2 separate regions of the Callithrix jacchus genome follow, and region 1 is linked to region 2. A link is a contact called in public Hi-C data. All regions are on one chromosome and are shown on one strand. The core of a region is the stretch at or near the end of the contact, and the rest is flanking DNA. Distances in the headings are between cores, read along the strand shown. Region 1 overlaps SESN1 (sestrin 1). Region 2 overlaps ARMC2 (armadillo repeat containing 2).

What was found. A called contact is a pair of places that touch in the nucleus more often than the background predicts.
Region 1: a Hi-C map of skeletal muscle shows a contact between it and region 2, with 15 times the contacts expected there. The contact joins two enhancer-like sites. A contact is called at or near these places in 2 of 3 Hi-C or Micro-C datasets (both in skeletal muscle).

Annotation. Positions count from the first base shown.
Region 1 is chr4:115,194,295-115,200,980 of calJac240_pri, reverse strand. All of the region lies in intron 1 of SESN1 (sestrin 1), which reads left to right. Among named protein-coding and RNA genes, the nearest start is that of SESN1, 21 kb to the left of the region's middle. Within about 2 kb of position 4,455, at least 1 of the 16 cell types and tissues checked has an H3K27ac peak or open chromatin away from gene starts, as enhancers often do. A contact at or near this core is called in skeletal muscle, where this site is marked.
Region 2 is chr4:115,000,607-115,007,122 of calJac240_pri, reverse strand. It overlaps ARMC2 (armadillo repeat containing 2), which reads right to left. Exons shown (of 19, transcript XR_013534472.1): 6 at 3,133-3,209. Among named protein-coding and RNA genes, the nearest start is that of ARMC2, 43 kb to the right of the region's middle. Within about 2 kb of position 1,467, at least 2 of the 16 cell types and tissues checked have an H3K27ac peak or open chromatin away from gene starts, as enhancers often do. A contact at or near this core is called in skeletal muscle, where this site is marked.

The DNA.
Region 1 (6,686 bases), core at 3,206-5,705, 190 kb before region 2:
AAAGGTAGGAAATGGCAGTCAGCTTTCTTTTCATCATTTGATGATTCTCTAGTGAGCTGTGAGTTGAATCTCTTCTGTGTCTATTATTTGAGGGTAAAAGGAATTAAAAGCAAATCCCAAAACGTTAATGAGCATTCTCAAATGAATAAGTAGTGAGATTCAATAATAAGCAAACCCAAATTTCTATTCAGATCACCCAAACTCAAGTTGGTGTACTTTGCTGTCAACTTCGTGTTATCTGTAAGGAACAGATGAAATAATTTTATCTTTTTTCACTTTATAAACCATAATCATTATGTATTTTGGCTATTGTAGAGCTACCTACAAATGATTGCATAATTTATAGCAATTTATTTAAAAAATTTAACCCACTGAATACAATGTTGAGGCTAGAGATTTTCAATGATAGAGAAAGCTCTTGCTTTTAGTAAAAAAAAAATTATCAATATTTATAATTTTCTCATTTTATTTTTAGTATCTTGGCCAAATGTTTTATTAAAATTAAACTATTTTTAATGTATATTTTAAGTCTAGAAAGGGTATATACATACGTATATACACACACACATATATAGTTATGTGTTGCTTAACGACAGAGATGTATTCTGAGAAATGCATTGTTAGGCAATTACATAATTGTGCAAACATCATAGAAGGTACTTACACCAACATAGTACAGCCTACTACACATCTAGGCTATTGCTCCTAGGCTACAAACCTCAATAGCATGTTACCGTACTGAATAGGCAATTGTAGCACAATGATATTTGTGTTATCTAAACATAGAAAAGGCACAGTAAAAATATGGTATAATTTTTTGGGATTACCATAATATATATGGTTCATTGTTGACCAAAATGTTGTTATACGACACGTGACTGTATATCCCAACACTAACAGTGGTTATCTCTCTTGACAGTGGTTTATGCTTTTCTTAATATTTCTAACATTTCTGTAATGTGTTAATATATTGTAATGAGACCAAATACATGTCATTAAAAAGAAAATAAGTCAAAACACCACTTTTTATTCATAGAAGAATGACTTTTAAGGTAAATAGAACTTCAGTATACTGTACTCTCTGAAATGTCCCTTCTAAATGGTATATACCAATTTTTAAAGCTGAGATTCTTTTATTGAGAGATGACCTTCTTTCAAACACCTTGGCTATTAATGAAGAATATTTTTTCCTAATGAGTTGTGCATTAGTGGGTTTTTACCCCCTTGTGTTTACACTGGATAAAAATTTACTTCGAATTCTCAGCTTGTTGTAGCTTTTGTGAGCACTAGATGGCACTCTTGCTCAACTAAAATCTAGATTATCGCCCGTATTTTGGGGCTGTGGATCTTAGGAGAAGACTTGGGTTTGCAGTGTCACAACACTTATGTTGTTAAAGGGCATTGGGGAAAAGACAGCAAGGTTTCCAAGTTTAAATAGCCAAGCTTAACTGACTTAGTTTTTCCATCTATCCAGAAAATAACCATATAATAACAACAATATTAGTCATTCATGTCATAAAGATTTTTTGAGCACCTACTATCTTTAGTACTGTTCTAGGTACTCATATGCACTAGTAGGAAAAATACAGAAAAATCGCTACCCATATAGAGCTTACATTCTAATGCCTGGATTTTTTTTTTTCTTTATAGGTGCCACTTTAAACTCTGTGCATGCATTCACCCATGTAACTCACCCATACAGTAAGAGGAGGCTAAGGTACAAAGGGGTTATCTAATTTGCCACTGTTCACCTAGCTAGTGCAGATGGCAGAGCTAGGATTCGAACTCAGACATTTGGTCTCCAGACTTTATTCTGTTAATTTCAACATTATATTGTCTCTTGAAACTAAAAAAAAATATTTTGTTATTGATTCTACCGAATGCAAATAATAAAAACTTTCCTATTCATAATTTTTCCTAAATCTGCTTAAATCAAATATCAAGGCCATTTTATTTTTTAAAATGACAAGATTAAATGTCTGTATTTTTTGATGATTCTGTAATCTGCTATTATGTTGCCTTAGCTCTCTTTCAAGTCACAAACACAACTGACCTTAAGTATATATTAAGCATCCTTACGTTCCTGTTTACTTTAAACTCCTTGAATTAGCCATGGAATAATTTGGATATCTTATATTACGAGCTCTACCACGTTATGATTCAGTCATGTGTAATTAAACATGGGGCATCAAATATCAAAAGTTACTGTCTTACTTGCCTGCTCTCTCCATTGTGTCATTTTACATTTTAGTAGCACCTTGTTTTATTAAAAAATTAAAATCAATAGTACACTATGAAGCTGAAAAGTGATACAGAACCCTAAATCATTTCTTAGTCTAGAAATGCTTTTCATGATTTTTAGAGAGCAGGAGGAACTAATTTACCTTTCTCTTAAAAACAGTTATGTGTGACTTAGGGAAATTATACTTGTGTTTCTCAAGGATCAGAGTTGTATTCAGCTACATACTTTTTTGTAAACTACTGACTATAGAAGGGAAAAATCACTCACTGTACAATAAAAATGTTTATGGCTGATTCATAGATAGATAACCTATAATTGAAACTTGTCTTTTGGGAAGCTGAAATAAGTAATTCTTAACAGCTAGTTAGGCCTTTTTTCTTTTTTGCTGCAGAATTGTTTTAGATGATAAAGCTGTGTTTTTTATATGCTAATAATTACAGTTTTTTTTTTTTAAATAACTATTTTAATTAAATGATTAAAGAGGATCACTCCCTTTACCGGGGAGAGGAAAGTTTTCAGAGCAGAGATGTATTTTGGAAGATGCTACAATGTAAGCATTCTCAAATTGAGGATTATCACTATTTTAGGTGTCTGAGCCCCTTAAGTTGCATGCAAAACTGTGTGTACTCACTTGCAGTTTTCTTGGGAGAGAGCCTGTTTTTTATCAGATTTTCAAAGAGATTGTGATCTTAAAAGATTAAGAACCATTGCTAAAACTAGAGTGACCTGCTGCATGTTAAACTTATTTTCTTTAAACTTTAGAGAAAAATGGAAGTGATTGAAATTGTGGAGATTTAAACCAGCAATGGGAAAATTTTGTTGACTAAATATTAGCTCATCCCTCTGAGTCTGCTGAGTGAATGCAAGACACACTCTTGCAGTGTGTCTGGTGACTATTTGTGCTCGAGTTTCTTATGTTGCTAGTCATAAACTGGCAGGCCCACACCTGCCTGGCAGTTTACAGGTTAAAAGTTTAAGGCTGGCTTCCAGAATATGAAAACACAGGGAGCTCAGCTGAGTACAGTACAGCTGCAGCCCTCTGTAACAGGAATAAGAAATAACGTATTAACACAAAAATTGATCTTAGACTGCCAGGGTCTATATCCCAATGATCTTAAGTTTTTATCATCAGCAAAATGAAGATAAAAGAACCTTCACTTCTTTAAGGTACTTAGCATTGTGCCTGTCTTAAAACTTAGTATAAACAAAACAAAGAAACAAAAACTCCCTTTGTATATGCCTTAGTAACTAAATAGCACCTCTTCTTACCCTCTAGATCCTTATCTTGATTAATTTTTCTTTTTTGCCCCAAACACGACCTGAACTTGCTATTTATTTATATATTCATTCTGTCTGGCCTAACAGGTTATTAGCTCCATGAAGACTTGAGACTTTTTCTTGTTCATTGCTGGACCCTCCAGGGCAATGCTAGCACATACATTGTCCAATAAATATTTGTTGAATGAATGAATAATGTTAGCTATTATTATTACTTGGCAATTTCTGCCTACCCTCCCTCTTATCTGCCTGGACTGGCTGTCGCTTTTTCTCTTTAAATGAGATGGGTAAACCAGGAGGAAAATTTCCTTCCCTACTTGGGTAGCTGAAGTCATAGCTTCAAAAGGAATATTAATTTCTTATTTGCTCTTACTACTGAAGGTATGGCCTATGGGTCAGAAGCATCTGTAACACTTAGGAAAGATATTGGAAATGTGGAATCTCAAGCTCCATCCCAGTCCGACTGGATCAGACTTGAATCCCCAAATGGTTCTAAGGAATGTTATAGTTTGCAAAGTGCTGTGTTGGCCACTTTATGGATTTTGGATTTTATCTTAACAGTAATGGAGAACCACAAAAATATTTTAGGTTGGATATTCATTTTCAGGTTTTTTATTTAAAGTGATTAACTTGTGTTAGAAACAGTAGTTGTCTTTGGAAAAGGTAGCCATTGGCTGGGGACAGGAATGGGACCACGGCTTTTCACTGTATTATAAGCTCATTTCAACATGGTGGGCCCTGGCCAGCATGTGGCCCTTCTATGCTGTTCTCTCACCCCAGTCCTGTGCCCAGTCCTACACTATGAAGGATGGATACCCTCCCCTCACATCAGCTGCTGCATACCCCACATACAGCTGCTGCTTTTCCACTTTCTGAGCCTAAGATTGTGTGCCCTGTGTTCAGCTGTAGAAAGGACAACCCATATGTAGGCTCTAAGAGCAGACTTGGCCCATGTGTAGACCCTGAGAGCAGGCTCAGCCCATTTGACTAGAGATTCTTGGGGTTCCAAGTACCTGAAGCATAATCTGGGTGGGCATATGCCCTAGTCCTATGGAATTTATCTCTCAGAGGGTTACAGCTAGAGGAGGTCCACAGCAGGCCTTCTGAAGTGCAGGGGGCCCACTGTCTAGGTCTCAAGGACTTAATGCCCTTTTTCACTTCCTATGTTCAAATCATGTGAAAGTATTTTGTTCAATGTGAATCTATTACCTACATTAAAAAAATAAAATGGAACATTAAATTATAATTAAGTAAAATGGTGGTTCTTGTGTGGAGCATGGATAGGTACAACAAAGGAAGCATGAGGACCACTTAAAAGGCTATTGCAGTGTTTCAGCAGTAGCTGATATAATGCTTGGACTAGCGTAATAATAATGAAGATACGGTTTCATCTCATTTTTTAAGTAATTCATTGCTGTGCTGTTTAAGTTTCATAAGCTCAGTATTAATTTTTTCTCTTAAGAGGTTGTAGAGGCTGGACACGGTGGCTCACGCCTATAATCCCAGCACTTTGGGAGGCCAAGGCAGGTGGATCATGAGGTCAAGAGATTGAGACCATCCTGGTCAACATGGTGAAACCCCATCTTTACTAAAAATACAAAAATTAGCTGGGCATGGTGGTGCACACTTCTAGTCACAGCTACTCAGGAGGCTGAGGCAGGAGAATTTCTTGAACCCAAGAGGCAGAGGTTGCGGTGAACCGAGATCTCACCATTGCACTCCAGCCTGGGTAATAAGAGCGAAACTCTGTCTCAAAAAAAAAAAAGAGTTCATAGAGACCAGGTGCAGTGGCTCATACGTGTAAACCCAGCACTTTAGAAGACCAAGGCAGGAGGATTTCTTGAGGCCTAGAGCTCGAGATTAGACTGGGAAACATAGTGAGACTCCATATCAACAAAAAAATAAAAAGTAAAAATTGGCTCTGTGTCCTGGTACACGCCTGTAGTCCTAGCTACTTGGGAGGCTGAGGTGGGAGGATCACTTGAACCCAGGAGCCCCAGGTAAAAGTGAGCTATGAATCTGTCAGTGCACTCCAGCCTGGACAACAGGGTGAGACCCTGTCTCAAAAGAAAATCCCAGCACCTGAGTAGTACGCCACCATGTCCAGCTAATTTTTGTGTTTTTAGTAGCGAAATGTTCGTCAGGATGGTCTTGAACTCCTGACCTCATGATCTGCCTGCCTTAGCCTCCCAAACTGCTGGGATTACAGGCATGAGCCAACATGCCTGGCCAAAAACATTTTTTTAAGTTTGTGAGAATTAAGTTTTTTGGCCCATGAATATTTGAAAATCTTTTTACTTTTCCCTCAGATTTCATTAAAGTTGGTTCAAATATTAGGTTAAAGTCATTTTCTCTCATAAGAGTAAAGGCATTATTCCATTATTTTCTAGCATCTAGTTTTGATAATGAGAGGTCTTGTGCCAGTCTCATTCTCATTCTTTTAGTATGGAACTGGTTTGTTTGTTTTATTTTATTCCTCTCTAGGAACCTTGTTTTCTTTTTTTTTCCAACTTTTTTAAAACTTACCAAATAGTTCCAAAAATAATACAGTAAATACCATATGCCCTTCACCTAGAGTCACATATTGTTAACATTTTGCCATCATGGCCTTCTCTTTTTTTTCTCTCCTTTTGCTCAACCTCTTGAAAGTTACAAACACTTCACCCCAAAATACTTTATCACATTTTTCCTAAGAAGAAGAACATTCTGGGAGCTTAAGATGCTTTTATTTATCTTTAGAGTTTGAAATTTTGGCTGGATGTGGTGGCTCACACCTGTAATACCGGCACTTTAGGAGACTGAGGCAGGTGGATCACCTGAGGTCAGTTTGAGACCAGTCTAGCCAACATGTTGAAACCCCATCTCTACTAAAAATACAAAAAATTAGCTGGGTGTGGTGGTGGGTGCCTATAATCCCATTTACTTGCAGTGAGCCAGAATCATGCCACTGCACTCTCCTGGGCAACAAGAGTGAAGCTCCATCTCAAAAAAAAAAAAAAAAATTTCATTGGTGTATGTCAGAATATGTTTCTCCCTTACCCCCTTTATTATTAATTCTTTATACTTGGTTCCTTTCAATATAAAGATTGAATCTCAAATTACTCTTCTATCATTTCTTTTGTTACTTTTCCTCTATTATCTCTCTATGTCTGTCCTTTTTTGACCA
Region 2 (6,516 bases), core at 218-2,717:
CAATGTCTCTAATGCATTCTTATTATTCTTGAAGATAAAAATATATGCAACACATCTTAAATGTGTATACCTTAGTTAATATCCATATTAATAATTTTAACACAGTTAAAATAAAATTCTCTGCATCAAGAAATCCAGTAAAGTCCCTTCACGATTATCTGTATAAATAGCAGAAGAATCCAAAGATAACACATAATAGTATATATTAAAATTTTCATTTGAATTCTGAAATGAATCCTCAAACCACCAAATGGTGCTGATGTCACCCAAGGGAAGCAGGGATGCTGCACAATCTACTTATTCCATCCAACACACAGGCCTTCCCCTGTTATACTGCATGCTAGAAATGGCCACTCCCAGTTGCAGCAAGTCCAGGGTTGCCTTTGATCAACCCTTCCTACTGCCAAGAGCAGCTGACCCACACAGGGCATCCAAGATCACCTAAGCAGCAAAAGTAAATAGAAAGGGGTTGTCAAGAAAGCTATTATTAAACATTTGCAGTGCAGTAAATAGCCTTAATAGCAAGCTTTCAGATAATCTAATCTAACTCAATGCAAGACTTCAGCACAATATATTACATTGAGTCTTTAGAAAAAATTAGTCCACATCAGTACAGATTCACAATCCCTTATCCAAAACCTTTGGAATCAGATGTGGTTTGGGATTCAGAAACATACAAATTTTAAAAAGTCAACATGGTATACACGTTGCATATAACAAACCACCCCAGTAGGGTCTTCTGGGCAGCACCCTGTAGCAAAATATATGAATATTCACACGAACAAAACAAAGACTCTAACTGGCTTCCCATCAGGCTCAGGGAACTATAGTTTGCAGACTAGTATCTCAATCTTTTGGATCATTGTTTTTATGAATCTGCCTTAACTTTGATAATTTATGGATATGGATTCTAAGGGTAAACATAAATATTCAAGTAATATAAAAAACATAGTTCCTCATATTTGCAGGCAACTAACCTATTCAAAGTCCAAATATTTAAGTCCAAAGTTTAAATATTTTTTATATTTAAAAAATAAAATAAAATCAACTTATGAAGGCAAATGAAAGCCAGAAAATAAGCCAGACAAGTTATTTAATCAACACATATTTATGACGCACTTAAATTTACTAGAAACACAAACTTTGATCCAGTAAGTTCAAGTCTGCATTTTTTACCTTCTATGCAATATGCTGCTTAACAGAGAAGTTCTGTGAGAAACCATGACTATCAACCTGTTTTTTTAAGACAAATAAAATGGATACCTTATCCAGAAAGAGCTGAATTATAAGGGTCAATCACAAATCGCAGAACAATTTATTTAATCCTCATGGGCCCTTCTGAATGTTTCTGAGATTTGCTTCTTCTCAGAACAGAAGTTACTCAGACACTGTGGTATGAGGGTTTCCTTCCAACCCTCTCCCAGGAATCCCAAAGTGCACAGTTGTGTCTGGCTAGAGCCCTCCCACCTCTTCACTCGTCCTGGGCCTCCCCCTGCCTCCATGTTACACACCATCCCTGAGTTACTACAGAAAATGAAGCATGGAATCACATGATTGCTTTTTAAGAGACACACAGATACACAAATTATTATTTGTCTCAATTTTGGGCAACAATCTAATACTTTAGAAAGCACTTTCATTTAGGTTCATGGTTTGCTAAATATAAAAATTATGATTCAACAGGAAATTGGGTAAGTCAAGCAAAAATTTCAGCATGTTTTTGAAGATTTTGCTGTCTCAGTGGTTATAGTTGTTAACCACAGCTTTGAGTTCTGGACACAAAAACCTGACACAATGTTTGGATTGGCTGATGTTTTTAGCATGTAAATGTAAAAATCCTCAGCAACTATGCTATGCTGGATTGGAAATTGGTATATCTAAGATTTTCCTGAGTAAAGAAATTCGCAATGGCGCAAAAGTCATTTTATTGATAAAACATTAAGTTTTGAAGATAATAATTTTTAAAATCTATTATTTAGTATGATAAAATCTCGTGTATAAAAATACATGAAGACTATAACATTCACCACCAGTGGACCCCATACTAGTTTGGTCAGATATCAATATTTTGCCATATTTGTATCCTTTCCCTTATTTTCATCTGAAATAAAACATTACAGATGTGTGCCTCCCTGCATCCACTCCCCTCCTCCCTCTCCCTCCAGGGGTTACCACCATTCTAAATCCACTGGTTACTATGATTACACTTGACTTCACATGTTTACCATATGGCTGTGTATCCATAAACAATATATATTTCATCTAATATTATGTTTGCACTGAATTTACTCAATATTACAATATTACACTTTTCTAACAACTATATTGTATTGCACGAATACATTTTGTATCATTTCTAGAGTGTGGTTTATATTGTTATATATTTTCTCAATTAAACAGTGTAAAGGCCCAAAGGACACTCTTAATAAAATTAACATAGTTTCATTTAAGTAAGCAATTATCTTTTTTTCTTTTTTCTTTTTTTCTGTTTTTGTTTTTGTTTTTTGAGATGAGTCTTGCTCTGTCACCCAGGCTGGAGTGCAGTGGTGCAATCTAGGCTCACTGAAAACTCTGCCTCGTGGGTTCAAGCAATTCTCCCACCTCAGCCTCCAAAGTAGTTGGGATTGCAGGCAGCCCACTCCCTCCCACCATGCCCCACTAATTTTTGTGTGTGTGTGTGTGTGTTTTGGCAGAGATGGGGTTCACAATGTTGGCCAGGCTCGTCTTGAACTACTGACATCAAGTGAGTCACCCGCCTCAGCCTCCCAAAGTGCTGGGATTACAGGCATGAGCCACTGTGCCCAGCTAAGCAATGCCTTGAACTCAAGTTTTGAACCCAAGAACTATGTTAATGTCAAGTTTTACAACTTTCCAAATGCTTTTACAAAATAATTTCTATAAAACCATTAAGACTGTCATCTATAGATGTTTGAAGCATCAGAGTTGAGTAGTGCTAAGATGGTAAGATTGTATGAATATAATAAAAATGTATAAAAATAAATGTTGATTTGTGATCAAATTGGACAAACTTCCTGAAGTTTTCAAACAGTGGGCCCACATAGATATCATCAGTCCAAATGTTTTTCCTTCAAGTGGAGATGCTGTGGAGGAAGGAGTGTGGGGACCCCTCACCTGCTTTGGTTTGCAGCCTGCTCAGCTCTGAGCTGCTGGGGCATGATGACGCCCTTGCATGTCTTTCCCCCTGGTCCCTAGGAGGAATACATAAAGCACTCAGCACAAACATCAAAACACTTCTAATTTTGTAAATGACAAAAGTCTGCTATATACAGTTTCTTATTTATTATTTTGAGATAGGTCTCACCCAGGCTGGTGTACAGTGGTTCTGTGGTCATAGCTCACGGCAGCCTCAAACTCCTTGGTGCAAGTGATCCTCCCACCACAGGATCCCAAGTAGCTGGGACTACAGGCACATGCCACCATGACTGGATACTTTTAAAAAACATTTTGTAGAGACAGGGTCTCACTACATTGTCCAGGCTGGTGATTCCTGGTCTTAAGTGATCCTCCTGCCTCAGCCTCCCAAATTGCTAATATTACAGGTGTGAGCCACTGTGCCCAGTTTCTAAAGAAACCATCGAGAATTGTTTATAAGGTGGGTTTGGTGCTCTATTTGCTGGGTTTTGTTTTGTTTGTTTTTTTTTAAAAAAAGTCTTGCTCTGCCACTCAGGCTGGAATACAGTGGCGCGATCTCTGCTTGCTGCAACCTGCCTCAGCCTCCCCAGTAGCTAAGATTACAGGCACATGCCACCACGCCTGGATAATTTTTGTATTTTTAGTAGCGATGCGGTTTCACCATCTTGGCCAGGCTATTCTCAAACTCCTGACCTCAGGTGATCCGCCTGCCTCAGCCTTCCAAAGTGTTCGGATTACAGGCATGAGCCATTGCACCTGGCCTCTATATGGTGCTTTAATTTACCTTTGATTTTCAAATAAGATTTATCTTTTTAAAACAAGTCATATTTGCCCAACAACGTGAAATACAATAGAAAGAACAAAAAACTCCAGTTTACTTTGCAAATCAAAACTAAATTGGTTAAGAATATATACCACAAGGGGTCACTGTTACAATAAGAATGAACTCTGGGATGCTTGGATTATAAAAGCCTAGCCTTTGGGAGCTGGGAAAGATCTCTGTCTCTTTTTCTGTCTTCCTCACAACCCTGCAGATAAGGAAACTGTGTCCTGGCTGGCCAGATGTGCTCAAGGTCACATAGATTTGGACTATAATATACAAATTCATTTCTCTTTCCACTACATAAAAATGTGCCCTCATTCCACTTCTAAATTAAATTAATATTCTCTGAATATATGTACTTTTAGTAATATCTCAAATGTTTTTTTTTTAAAAAAACTGAAAATAAATGTGGGCAGTCCCAAGATGTCGAATATTTTATATTTCAAATAAAAGAGCAGTGGCTGGACAATAGCAGGATTATCTGCTCAGATTTTTAAAAAGTTTTATTTAACGTAGAGAAAGTCTCTGAAGGTTATAGCTTCTCTTTAGCCAGAGCTGATACTTAGAAGTACTTACTTTTAAATCTGTACAAAATTCCAAGGTAGAAAAAAAAATAACCAAGAGAAGAGTGCCAGTTTTATATGGAAATTTCTTTTTGGCCATCGAATATAATAGTTGTTCCAAAAAACTAACTAAGAAGGCCTACACATGTGATGGTCCCCGTGGACATCCGCATGTGCCATGGCTTCTGCTTCCTGTGTGGCGAGCCCCCCAGAGACTATGCTGTGTTGCAGCTTAGCCCTTGGCCTTTCCTGCTGCCCTGAAGATCAGCTTTTCTAAATACCATTTTTTTCCTCATAAACATGTTCTCTCAACCCTTTTTTTAAAAACACTTAACACTTTTATCATAAAATAGGAAAAAGATGAAGCTAATTTTCCAAAAATTGTCTAATTAATATTCAGAAACAACTGCTTTATTTGTGCATAATAAAAATATAGATCTGATAGCAAATGTTCCTAGCTGATTGAAAATGACTATGGGACAGGGACCTCTCAAAGGAGGCAGAAATAAAAGAATCAACAAAAGTTTGTCAGGCTGTAGAGACAAGAAGTTCTCATATTTATCACTCCTAGAAATAATGAGAAGGTTTGAGAAGGGACAAGGCCTTCCTTTCAATATATACACCTGCCCTACACAACAATCAAAATCAAGCAAGATACTTTTCAACTAATGGGCTTCCAAAGTCACTGGTCCACTCTCCCTGAGGTCATGGCCAGTGACGAGGTTGCCTACATAAATACCACATGCATGTATCCCCACCTCTAGGGGAAAAAAGGAAGTGTCCTTCTTATATGCAAAAGCTCAGCAGTGCTGGGCCTCCCAGTTCTCAAGAAGAGCATAGGACTAACTAACTCAAGATGAATTAAAGACTTAAATGTAAGACCTAAAACCATAAAAACCCTCGAAGAAAACCTAGGCAATACCATTCAGGACATAGGCATGAGCAAAGATTTCTAAAACAACGAAAGCAATGGCAACAAAAGCCAAAATTGACAAATGGGATGTAATTAAACTAAAGAGTTTCTGCACGGCAAAAGAAACTATCATCAGAGTGAACAGGCAACCTATAATATGGGAGAAATTTTTTGCAATCTATCCATCTGACAAAGAGCTAATATCCAGAATCTACAAAGAACTTAAACAAATTTACAAGAAACAAAGCAAAACAAACAACCCCATCAAAAAGTGGGCAAACAATATGAATAGGCACTTCTCAAAAGGAGACATTTATGCAGCCAATGAACATATGAGAAAAAGCTCATCATCACTGGTCATTAGAGAAATGCAAATCAAAACCACAATGAGATACCATCTCATACCAATTAGAATGGCAATCATTAAAAAGTCAGAAAACAACAGATGCTGGAGAGGATGTAAGAAATAGAAATGCTTTTACACTATTGGTGGGAGTGTAAATTAGTTCAACCATTGTGGAATACAGTGTGGCAATTCCTCAAGGATCAAGAACTGGAAATACCATTTGACCCAGCAATCCCATTATTGGGTATATATCCAAATGCTTATAAATCATTCTACTATAAAGACACATGCACACATATGTTTATTGCAGCACTGTTCACAATAGCAAAGACTTGGAACCAACCCATCAATGATAGACTGGATAAAGAAAATGTGACACATACACATCATGGAATACTATGCAGCCATAAAAAGGATGAGTTCATGTCCTTTGCAGGGACATGGATGAAGCTGGAAACCATCATTCTCAGCAAACTAACACAAGAACAGAAAAGCAAACACCAGGTTTTCACTCATAAGTGGGAGTTGAACAATGAGAACACATGGACACAGGGAGGGGAACATCACACACTGGGACTTGTTAGAGGGGAGGGGGGTTAGGGGAGGGATAGCATTAGGAGAAATACCTAATGTAGTTGACATGTTGATGGGTGCAGCAACCCGCCATGGCATCTGGATACCTATGTAACAAAGCTGCATGTTCTGCACATGTATTCCA